3 separate regions of the Sus scrofa genome follow, and regions 1 and 3 are each linked to region 2. A link is a contact called in public Hi-C and HiChIP or PLAC-seq data. All regions are on one chromosome and are shown on one strand. Each heading gives the region's core, a stretch centred on a gene start, on an enhancer-like site or on the middle of the called end of the contact. The rest is flanking DNA. Distances are from core to core; before and after follow the strand shown. Region 1 holds the start of LIMK2 (LIM domain kinase 2). Region 2 holds the start of DEPDC5 (DEP domain-containing protein 5). Region 3 holds the start of PATZ1 (POZ-, AT hook-, and zinc finger-containing protein 1).

Evidence for each region. A called contact is a pair of places that touch in the nucleus more often than the background predicts. HiChIP or PLAC-seq counts read pairs in DNA pulled down with a chosen protein or histone mark.
Region 1: a contact with region 2 is called in a Hi-C map of liver, with 4 times the contacts expected there. The contact joins the promoter of LIMK2 here to the promoter of DEPDC5 in region 2. A contact is called at or near these places in 1 of 47 Hi-C or Micro-C datasets (liver) and 1 of 2 datasets of contacts at active chromatin or transcription factors (alveolar macrophages).
Region 3: an H3K27ac HiChIP or PLAC-seq map of skeletal muscle shows a contact between it and region 2, with 2.1 times the contacts expected there. The contact joins the promoter of PATZ1 here to the promoter of DEPDC5 in region 2. A contact is called at or near these places in 1 of 5 promoter capture datasets (liver) and 1 of 2 datasets of contacts at active chromatin or transcription factors (skeletal muscle).

Annotation. Positions count from the first base shown.
Region 1 is chr14:47,982,398-47,985,266 of Sscrofa11.1, reverse strand. LIMK2 (LIM domain kinase 2) reads right to left here and starts at 1,283. Exons shown (of 16, transcript XM_005670864.3): 1 at 1,098-1,283. The coding sequence starts at 1,113.
Region 2 is chr14:48,420,103-48,423,287 of Sscrofa11.1, reverse strand. It overlaps DEPDC5 (DEP domain-containing protein 5), which reads right to left and starts at 1,500. Exons shown (of 42, transcript XM_013983091.2): 1 at 1,370-1,500; 2 at 391-514. The coding sequence starts at 448.
Region 3 is chr14:48,091,968-48,094,894 of Sscrofa11.1, reverse strand. PATZ1 (POZ-, AT hook-, and zinc finger-containing protein 1) reads left to right here and starts at 1,510. Exons shown (of 6, transcript XM_021073093.1): 1 at 1,510-1,984; 2 at 1,987-2,927. The coding sequence starts at 1,729.

The DNA.
Region 1 (2,869 bases), core at 34-2,533, 440 kb after region 2:
AAAACAGAAAAACAAAGAGGAAGGGACAGGGAGTATTCCTACCCCTAGCCCTCCTTCTCCAGAAGCCTATTATCAAGAATGAGGAGAAAATCCCATACTCCCATGGTGAGGAAGTGACCCACTGGTGGCCTGGTCCTTGTATTCAGGATGGAGGAAGTGACTGTCCACAGGCTGAAAGCCAGGAAGCGGGGGCAGATTTCCAGGACAGCCTCCCTCCTCCACTATTCCCTCCTGCCAGCTCTAGAAAGCTTCTGGACGCTGACCCTGGTCGACCTAAAGGCTAGGCCACCCACACAGGTGGCTGGGAAACAGAAAGTCCCTGGTGCAGGGAGACAGGCCAGGAGGGCAGGAAGCTGCAGGGTGGTGTGAGTGACTGGGAGGGGACCGCAGGCACAGCCAACCTAACACTGAAGCTACCCTTCACCCTCATAAGCTCTTCTTTCCAGGAGGTGTTTGGCCACATTCCTCTCCTGTGTCAGAGGGACCAAGAGGGCCCGAGCCCCTGGGGAGCCTACCTTCCCCAGGAATAATGCTCCACTTTCTCTCTCCCCCCAGGTCGTGTCCCAAAACCCAAGGGAGCCCACACTGCCCTTTTCTCGCAGAGAACCCAAGACCCAGGGGGCCGCAGGCACCGAGACACCCGCCAGAAGCCTCGGATCCCGTGACGGGAGTCAAACTCCTCAATTTTCCACAGAAAATCCAGAACCCGAGGTATACGCTCCATCCTCTCAGAAGTGCTCCCAACTTTGAGGACCCCGTGCTCCTCACACTCCCCAAACCCTCTAGGGAATCCGGATCCTTCAGCTTCTTTAGAAAGAGTTTTGAAGACTTTCGGTCGCCAAGTCCACAAAAAAAGATGCCGCCAGCATCCCTTCCTCCCAGGGACCTCAACTCACGGGAAGTCGCCCAAGCCGCCCCGCCCTCCCTCCACAACTTCCCAGTCTTCGGGAAGCGCGGTGCTCACCACTCCCAAATTCTTCCTTTAAGGAGCCGGGGCCACCCCCGCCCCGGGTCCACTCAGCCCGAAACCCCCGAGGGGCCGCCAGCTCCCCTCAGGCGCCCCGGGCCCGGGACAGGACTGCTTGGCCCTTCCTTACCCGCCTGCGCCGCCATGGTCCCGGAGGCGCGGAAATGGGGAGGAGGCTGGGGCCACTGCAGCTCCGCTCAGCTGCCACCGCTGCCTCAGGCGCGGGAGGATCTCAGCCCCGGGCGCGAGGGATGCGCCGCCTACGGCGCCCGGGGAGGACCAAACCGCACCTGGCACCGGGGCCCCGCCCGCCGACGCCCCGCCCAACAGACGCAAGGCCCCGCCCCGGGACCCTGGCCCGCCCACCGGTCGGACTCTTTGGCGGCTCTGGTGCCCCCTAGCGCGAACGGCGTCCTCGGTTGGTGCCTGAGCTGACGAGGCTGCGCAGACGCTGCGCAGGGTGGAGATCTCAACACAGAGGACCCTCAGCCCATTTTACAGATGAGGACGGCTGAGGACCAGAGGGGACAAGTTTTGACTAGCTCAGAATGGCTTAGCTCATTGGGGGCTGGGCTGGGCTGGGAAGGCAGGCTCTTCACTCCCAGTCGAAAGCTCTCTCCAGTAGAGTATTTGGCATCAAAAATATGAACATGGTGAAACCAGGTTTACCCCACAAATACCTTTGGGGGGTTGGGGGTGGGCTTTTCTTAGAAGCTTCCAGCTCAGAGAAGCCACTTGTTTGTGCCACTAGGAGCAAGCTGACACTCAGCGGTCAAGTAGGTTATACAAATGAGCCCAGAACACCAGGTCTTCCAATTTTTCAAGACAAGTCAAAAATCCAGGTATTTAGGTGCAATTCCCCCCCCCTTTTTTTTTAATGTTGCTAACATTCAAATTCTAAAAATGCCATGTAGGTCAAAGGAAATATACCTGTGAACTGGATTTGCCCTTTGGACTATAAAGAAGAGAGCACTAGACTAGGCCTTGGGACAGCAGACTGGTCTCTGGCAGCTGTTAGCTGGCTGAGGGGCTTTGAGAACCACTTCCCTCACTGGGTTTGGGTGGGGACTGAGGTCCTCTGTGTGACGAAGGGTCTGTCATATCAGCTGGTCCCTCCCATCAGATTCTCCTGTGCTGGGTCTTTGGAAACTGCCATTTCTTTAGATCAGATTTAGGTCATGAGAAAAACATACAAATGACCAGGAAGGGACAGGGATGGGGCCTGAGGAAATGGATGACACTCCTACCAAGGACAAAATTCAACCAGCACTCGAGTAAGCAAAGGTGAGCATAATTCTCCCTTCCTGCCCTGATCCTGTAGTCCAAACTAGATGCAGGTCAGATTTTTCTCCTCTGGGTGTAGTAGGTAGCTCCTGAGGTCCTGAGTGTGAGGAAAGTGCTGAGGGGTGGTGGAGGTGATGTACCTGGCTTTCCTTAGGTCCTAGGAATCCTCTTCAGCAGTTGGCTTTAGTTTCTGAGGAAATTTCTGCTCTGACTACAGTAATGATGAGACTATGTATTGAATTAAAGTGACGGGGATCCAGAGGACTCTCCTGACAAGCCACCTCATGGCTAGCAAAAAGGAGCAGTATTTATTTGCCCTGCACATGGAAAGAGGTTATAGTGTATGTTCCCTACCTAAGCCCTTGGCAGCTTTGGAACCAAGACCCCTGGGAGTCTTCCTTCTTCCTCTGTCCCTCAGCAAAGCACCCAAATCTGTCTCTTCTCCCTCTTCACTCTGTCTTGTTCCATTGTTTTCACACCTCCAGCCTCACAGTCTTCACTAGCAGGGACTGGAGAGATAAACAATTCTCTCAAGTTCCCCTATCCCCACCCCAGGGAAGTTCAGGTAACTCTGAGAAGGCAAGTTGATATGTTAAGGAAGAGAAGAGCACTTTGTAG
Region 2 (3,185 bases), core at 251-2,750:
GATCCCGCATCACTGTGGCTGTGGCATAGGCCAGCAGCTGTAGCTCCAGTTCAACCCCTAGCCTAGGAACTTCCATATACTGTGGGAGCATCCCTTAAAAAAAAAAAGCAAAAATATAAATAAATAAATATCCAAACAAATGAAGAGTAGTAAGCTGGCAATATTCACAATGTGCCTTAAAATGCAAATAAAAATGCTTGCAGAAGGAACCTGTGCTCTCCCTGGTCCTGCTACCCTCCTTGCTATGGTATTACACTTGCTGCTTCACTCTGTTAAATTGCCTGCCTAGCCCCAACTGTCACATGAGTCAGTGTGTAAATTTCAAGGCACCAGAGACACACTAGTACCTCAGCCAAATTACACAACCTCCGAAGACCAGTCAATACTGACCACTGCCCCCAAAGCCCTTCTTGTGGATGACGAGTTTGTAGACCTTTGTTGTTCTCATCTTGTACTGTTGTTTCCTTCAGCTGTTCCAAGCTTGGGGGAGCGAAATCATCTTGCCTCCCTGACACTGAAACACAAACAAAAAGGCTGGAATGTCAGATCTTTCCTTGCAAGGGTTCTTTGATTTTAGATCAGTGAAAATACTAGCCCTGATCATTTGAGCGGTGACACCAACTCCCTGGATGAAATCACTCCTCCAATTATCAGGAGGGATGGAGAACAAACAGACCAACGAATCTGAGAACGAAAGGGAATTCGGGCCAGGGTCCAGCCCAACCTCCACGAAGATACTTTATCACACACCAAAGGGAAAACTTGGAGTGAATGAGGCACTCACCGCCTTGCCTCTATCTAAACCAACAACGCCAAATATTAAGAAGATCTTAAGAGGTTAGGCACACTCATTCTGTAGACGAGGAGAGTGAGGGCCAGCGCAAGAGACTTGCTCAGGTTCCTGAGACTGAGAGGCGCTCCCACTGTTCACGTTTCGCCATTGATGTCCTGGGCAAGGAGAATGTAAATAGAAGGAAAGCACGGGTTCCTTCACCAAACCTCCAGCTGCACAAACTCATCGGTTCCTCTTCGCACCCCCCTCATTCCCTAGCTGATGCGACCGCGGCTCAGAGACTGACAAGACTTGCCTGAGGTCACACAGCGGTTTGGGGGTGGGGATGGGTCCAGGATTCGAACCTGGGCCACGGCCCCCTCCCTCCTGATCCTCAAACCAGGGCCCCGGCGGCCAGCTCCACTCACCCGCAGCTCCGGAGCCACTTCCCGCTGGAGGCCCGGACTCCGAGAGCCCGACCGTGGCCGGGGCCCCTGTGCGTCCTCCGGACGCCCCGCCTACGCCCTCAGTGCCGGTGCAGCTCCGGTGCCCTAGCTCCAGGAGCCGGTCGGCCCTCCCCAGCCACCAAGCGCTCACCTGAGAACCCGCGCTGCTCCGGTGGCTCCGCCCCTGGGTACCGCCCCCTTCCCGCCCACCCCCACCCCCCTACCCCCGGGCCGCTCTGGCCGGGCCTCCGCCTCGTCTCGGTGTCCGAGCCACTTCCCCATCCGGGGCTCGCGCCGGGGGCGGGGCTGCGCGTGTAGCTTCTTGGTCGGATTGCATGTAGTAGTTTCCCACTCGGGAGTCTGATGGCTCCCGACTGGGGAAGGGGAGTGCTTTTCCTCCCAGACGTTCCGAAGTAGATCCGAGTCCAAGAGATTCGCTTTCGACCTAGTGATTTGCGCAACAGGGCAAACTCGAATGAGTGTCCCAGGATCTGTAAACGAAGTTATGGACCTTCGCCTGGCCTCACAGGGCTACTGAGGCACAAAATAGTTTCTGGGAGAATTTTTGTAAAATGGAAAGGGCTGAGCACGTGCGACCTAGTGCGATAGCCCCTGCTGGGAAGTATCCACTTTGGGGAGGACTATTTCAAATCCTTCCAAACCCCAAGTGGCGTTCCGTGCCTGTCTGGTTCTTAATAATAGCTACCATAGCTTTCACAGACATACTTATGTAATTGTCACATCCTTTTTAGGTGGCAGAGACACTCTTATTCACAGACAGGGAACTGGCAGAGGACACGAAACAACTCTGAAGGGAGCAAGGACAGATCTTGACACTCCAGTCCAACTTGGCTCCGAAAGCTGAGCATTTAACCAGCATCCTCCCATCTCACTCCAGGGCTCATCCTAAACCGTTTTCAGTCTGAAGATCTTTCTCTTCTCAAGGAAAAAATCAGAGCTGTGTGGGCAGTGACTGAAGTTGGCCAAGGGCTCCTGGCAAGTTGCGAGCTCCAACTAACTGACCTACAGTTTTCAGAAATTCTCTGAATGTTGAAAGAAAAAAAAAGCATCGCATACCACAGAGAGACTGCTGAGTGGGTGAAGGGGGCCCCTGTAGCAAGACCCACCTGTGATTTTACTTTAGGATTCAGAAGTTAAATAACTCTTAAATAATTGTATTTTTTTAATAGTAAAGAAAACATGTAATCAGGTAGACTGCAACAGTTGCAAAAGTTTTCAGGGATAAAATGTTAAGTATAAAAGACATTTTTATGTTGCTAGTTCACCCAGATCCCCCAGGCTGTCTTCTCTGAGGCTGTTGGGCACTCCTTCCATCCCACACAGAGTTAATGGGACTCTGTCCCTGGCCCTTAGGGGAATCTGATTCCTTCTCCTGAAGGATGTTCATAGTTAACAAATATTTCAGTTTTGGCAAAAATTTGTCAAAACAAAACAAAACAAAAAACCTTAACAAGGTTTTCTTGGGGTTTTTTGGTCTTTTTAAGGCCATGGCATATGGAGGTTCCTAGGCTAGGGGTTCAATCGGAGCTGTAGCCGCTGGCCTTTGCCAGAGCCACAGCAACTCAGGATCTGAGCTGCGTCCGTGACCTACACCACAGTTCACAGCAACGCCAGATCTTTAACCCACTGAGCAAGGCCAGGGATTGAACCTGTGTCCTCACAGATTCTAGTCGTGTTTGTTAACCACTGAACCATGACGGGAGTCCTGACAAGTACTGAGATTTTAAAAAATTGTCTAAAGCTGGTCAAAGTTAGTGATGGCTGGAAGGGATAGCTACCCAGACTAGGGATCCAGTGGCCTTTATTCTGCAATAACTTATGGGATTATTTGTTTTTAGCTGCGTGGCTTTGCACAAGATATTTCTTTTTTCCTTAAATTTCTCCCCTCTCAGGTCGGAATACAAAGTGGTTGTTTTCATCCTCCCCAAGGTATTTGAGGGCCAAAT
Region 3 (2,927 bases), core at 261-2,760, 330 kb after region 2:
AGCGCTCGGCGACTCGCTGGGCTGCAGGCGCTGGGGATGCTTTCGACCTCGGGAAGCCAAAGGGCGCTCCCTGGAGTCTCCAGTACCCCTGATTCCTGGGGTGTGCGGGGATCCCTGCTCCTGCCCTTGCCTCTATGTTGTCGCCTCCCTGAACTGGTGACTTTCCCATCCCTGGGGCACAAAGCTCGGCGTGTGGCGGCTTGGGGGAGAAGGACGATGGACTCATATCCCCAGCTATGCCGGGCGCGCAGCCCCTTTGGTTCAGTCAGCGTGCGGGGTGCAGAAGCAGCTCCAGAGGTTCGGCCTGCCCCCAGTCAGGACCCCGGGCCCTCTCTGGGGTTGGGAGCGGGGAGGCGGTCGCAGGCGACTTCTAGGGATTTCGTGCATCGAAAGGGAGCTCTTAAGGTTAGCCGACGCCCGCTCGACTTACGGGTGCGCATCGCAGGCTGGGGGGGGCTCAGATCTGTACCCCCTTGATCTCCCCCTTTCCCCCGCCCCGTCACTAGCCGCCACTGTTGGCCGGGAGGGAGGGGCAGCGGGAGCTGGTTTGCTGGCTTGGCGCTTCGTTTGCATTGGTCCGGGGGGGCTGAGACTGCAGCCCCCGGCCCTGCGGGCGGGGTGGGAAGGCGGGGGCCGGACGGGGGCTCAGCCTGCGCTAGCATTGGCGGAGCAGGGGACTGGGGAGGGGGGGCAGGAAGCGGGGGGAGCGGAGCTGCGGGGGGGTGTGTATAAATAGGGAAGGGGGGACGTGCATCCTCGGCTGGGTGAGGGGGGGGCGCTCCGCACAAAGAAAGTGGAAAGTTTGCAGCGCGGGGCGGTCCGGGCCAGGAATCCGGGTGCGCACGTGCAGGGCCAGGGGCGCAGGGGGCCCCCCACGCCGAGCTCGCCGTTTCTTTTTTTTTTCTGCAAGCGAGGGGGGGGGTGTTGTTGGTATCGCCCCCTCCTTCTCCTCCCCCCAGGGGTGAAAGTGCAAGAGGAAGTGCAGCCGCTGCCATCTTTCCTCCGCTCCGAACACACGGAGCCCGGGGCCGCAGCGCCGCCGCTCCGCCGCCGCCTTCGCCCGGCCCAGGAAAGGGCCAGCCCTGCAGCCGTTACCGCCGCCCGCCCGCTCCAGCCTTCGCTGCGGACATCGCCCGCCAGCCTCCGGGACCCGGCCTGCGCTGCCGCCCCGGTGCGCGCCCCACCGCCGCCGCCGCCTTAGCCTTTTGTTTCCTCCGCTCCGGCGCCCCCGCCCCGGCTCGCGCTTTGCAGGGGACGCAGCGCGCGCCCCCAGCGGGCCCGGGAAAAGCCGCGGCGCGCGCACGCGCCTGCGTGACAGACCCCTCCTCCTCCCCGTGCGCGCGCGCCCCTCTTGGCTGCGCGCCGGCGCCGCCTGGCGGGCGGGAGGGGAGGTGGCAGGAGCGTTTGCGGGAGGGGCGCACCTCTTTGCTCGCGCACCCCCCGAGAGGTAGACCGAGAAGGGGAGGCGGGCCGGTGGAGAGGAGAGAGGAGTGCAGGATTCAGCAGGGGTGGGGGCAGCTATGTGGGAGGTGGTGCGCTCTGCAGTCTAGACAGTCCGATCCGGGCAGGGGGCGTGTGCGCTCGGCGCACCTGCGAGACTACAGAGCCCGGGGCCGGCACGTGTGGGGAGTGTAGACACGTTCGCTGCGCTCTGCTTCTCGCTGCCTAGGGGAAGGGAGTGGGGCGGGCAAGTGCCGCGGCCCGGTTTGTGGGGAGGGGGTGGCGGCCATGGAGCGGGTGAACGACGCTTCTTGCGGCCCGTCGGGCTGCTACACCTACCAGGTGAGCAGACACAGCACGGAGATGCTGCACAACCTGAACCAGCAGCGCAAAAACGGCGGGCGCTTCTGCGACGTGCTTCTGCGGGTGGGCGATGAGAGCTTCCCAGCGCACCGCGCGGTGCTGGCCGCCTGCAGCGAGTACTTTGAGTCGGTGTTCAGTGCCCAGTTGGGCGACGGCGGAACTGCGGAGGGGGGTCCCGCTGACGTGGGGGCGCAGCGGCGGCCCCAGGCGGTGGGGCTGGGGGCAGCCGGGAGCTAGAGATGCACACCATCAGCTCCAAGGTGTTCGGGGACATCCTGGACTTCGCCTACACTTCCCGCATTGTGGTTCGCCTGGAGAGCTTCCCCGAGCTTATGACGGCTGCCAAGTTTCTGCTGATGAGGTCCGTCATTGAGATTTGCCAGGAAGTCATCAAACAGTCCAATGTGCAGATCCTGGTGCCCCCTGCCCGGGCCGACATCATGCTCTTTCGTCCCCCTGGGACCTCGGACTTAGGCTTCCCTTTGGACATGACCAATGGAGCAGCCTTGGCAGCCAACAGCAATGGCATCGCAGGCAGCATGCAGCCCGAGGAGGAGGCGGCTAGGGCAGCTGGTGCAGCCATTGCGAGCCAAGCCTCCCTGCCTGTGTTACCTGGTGTGGACCGCTTGCCCATGGTGGCTGGACCCTTGTCTCCCCAACTGCTGACTTCCCCGTTCCCCAATGTGGCATCCAGTGCCCCTCCCCTGACTGGCAAGCGAGGCCGGGGCCGCCCAAGGAAGGCCAACCTTCTGGACTCAATGTTCGGGTCCCCAGGGGGCCTGAGGGAAGCAGGCATCCTTCCCTGTGGCCTGTGTGGGAAGGTGTTCACTGATGCCAATCGGCTCCGGCAGCACGAGGCCCAGCATGGTGTCACCAGCCTCCAGCTGGGCTACATCGACCTTCCTCCTCCAAGGCTGGGCGAGAATGGGCTACCCATCTCAGAGGACCCCGACGGCCCCCGAAAGAGGAGCCGGACCAGGAAGCAGGTGGCCTGTGAGATCTGCGGCAAGATCTTCCGAGACGTGTACCATCTCAATCGGCACAAGCTTTCCCACTCGGGGGAGAAGCCCTATTCCTGCCCCGTGTGTGGGCTGAGGTTCAAGAGAAAAGATCGCATGTCCTAC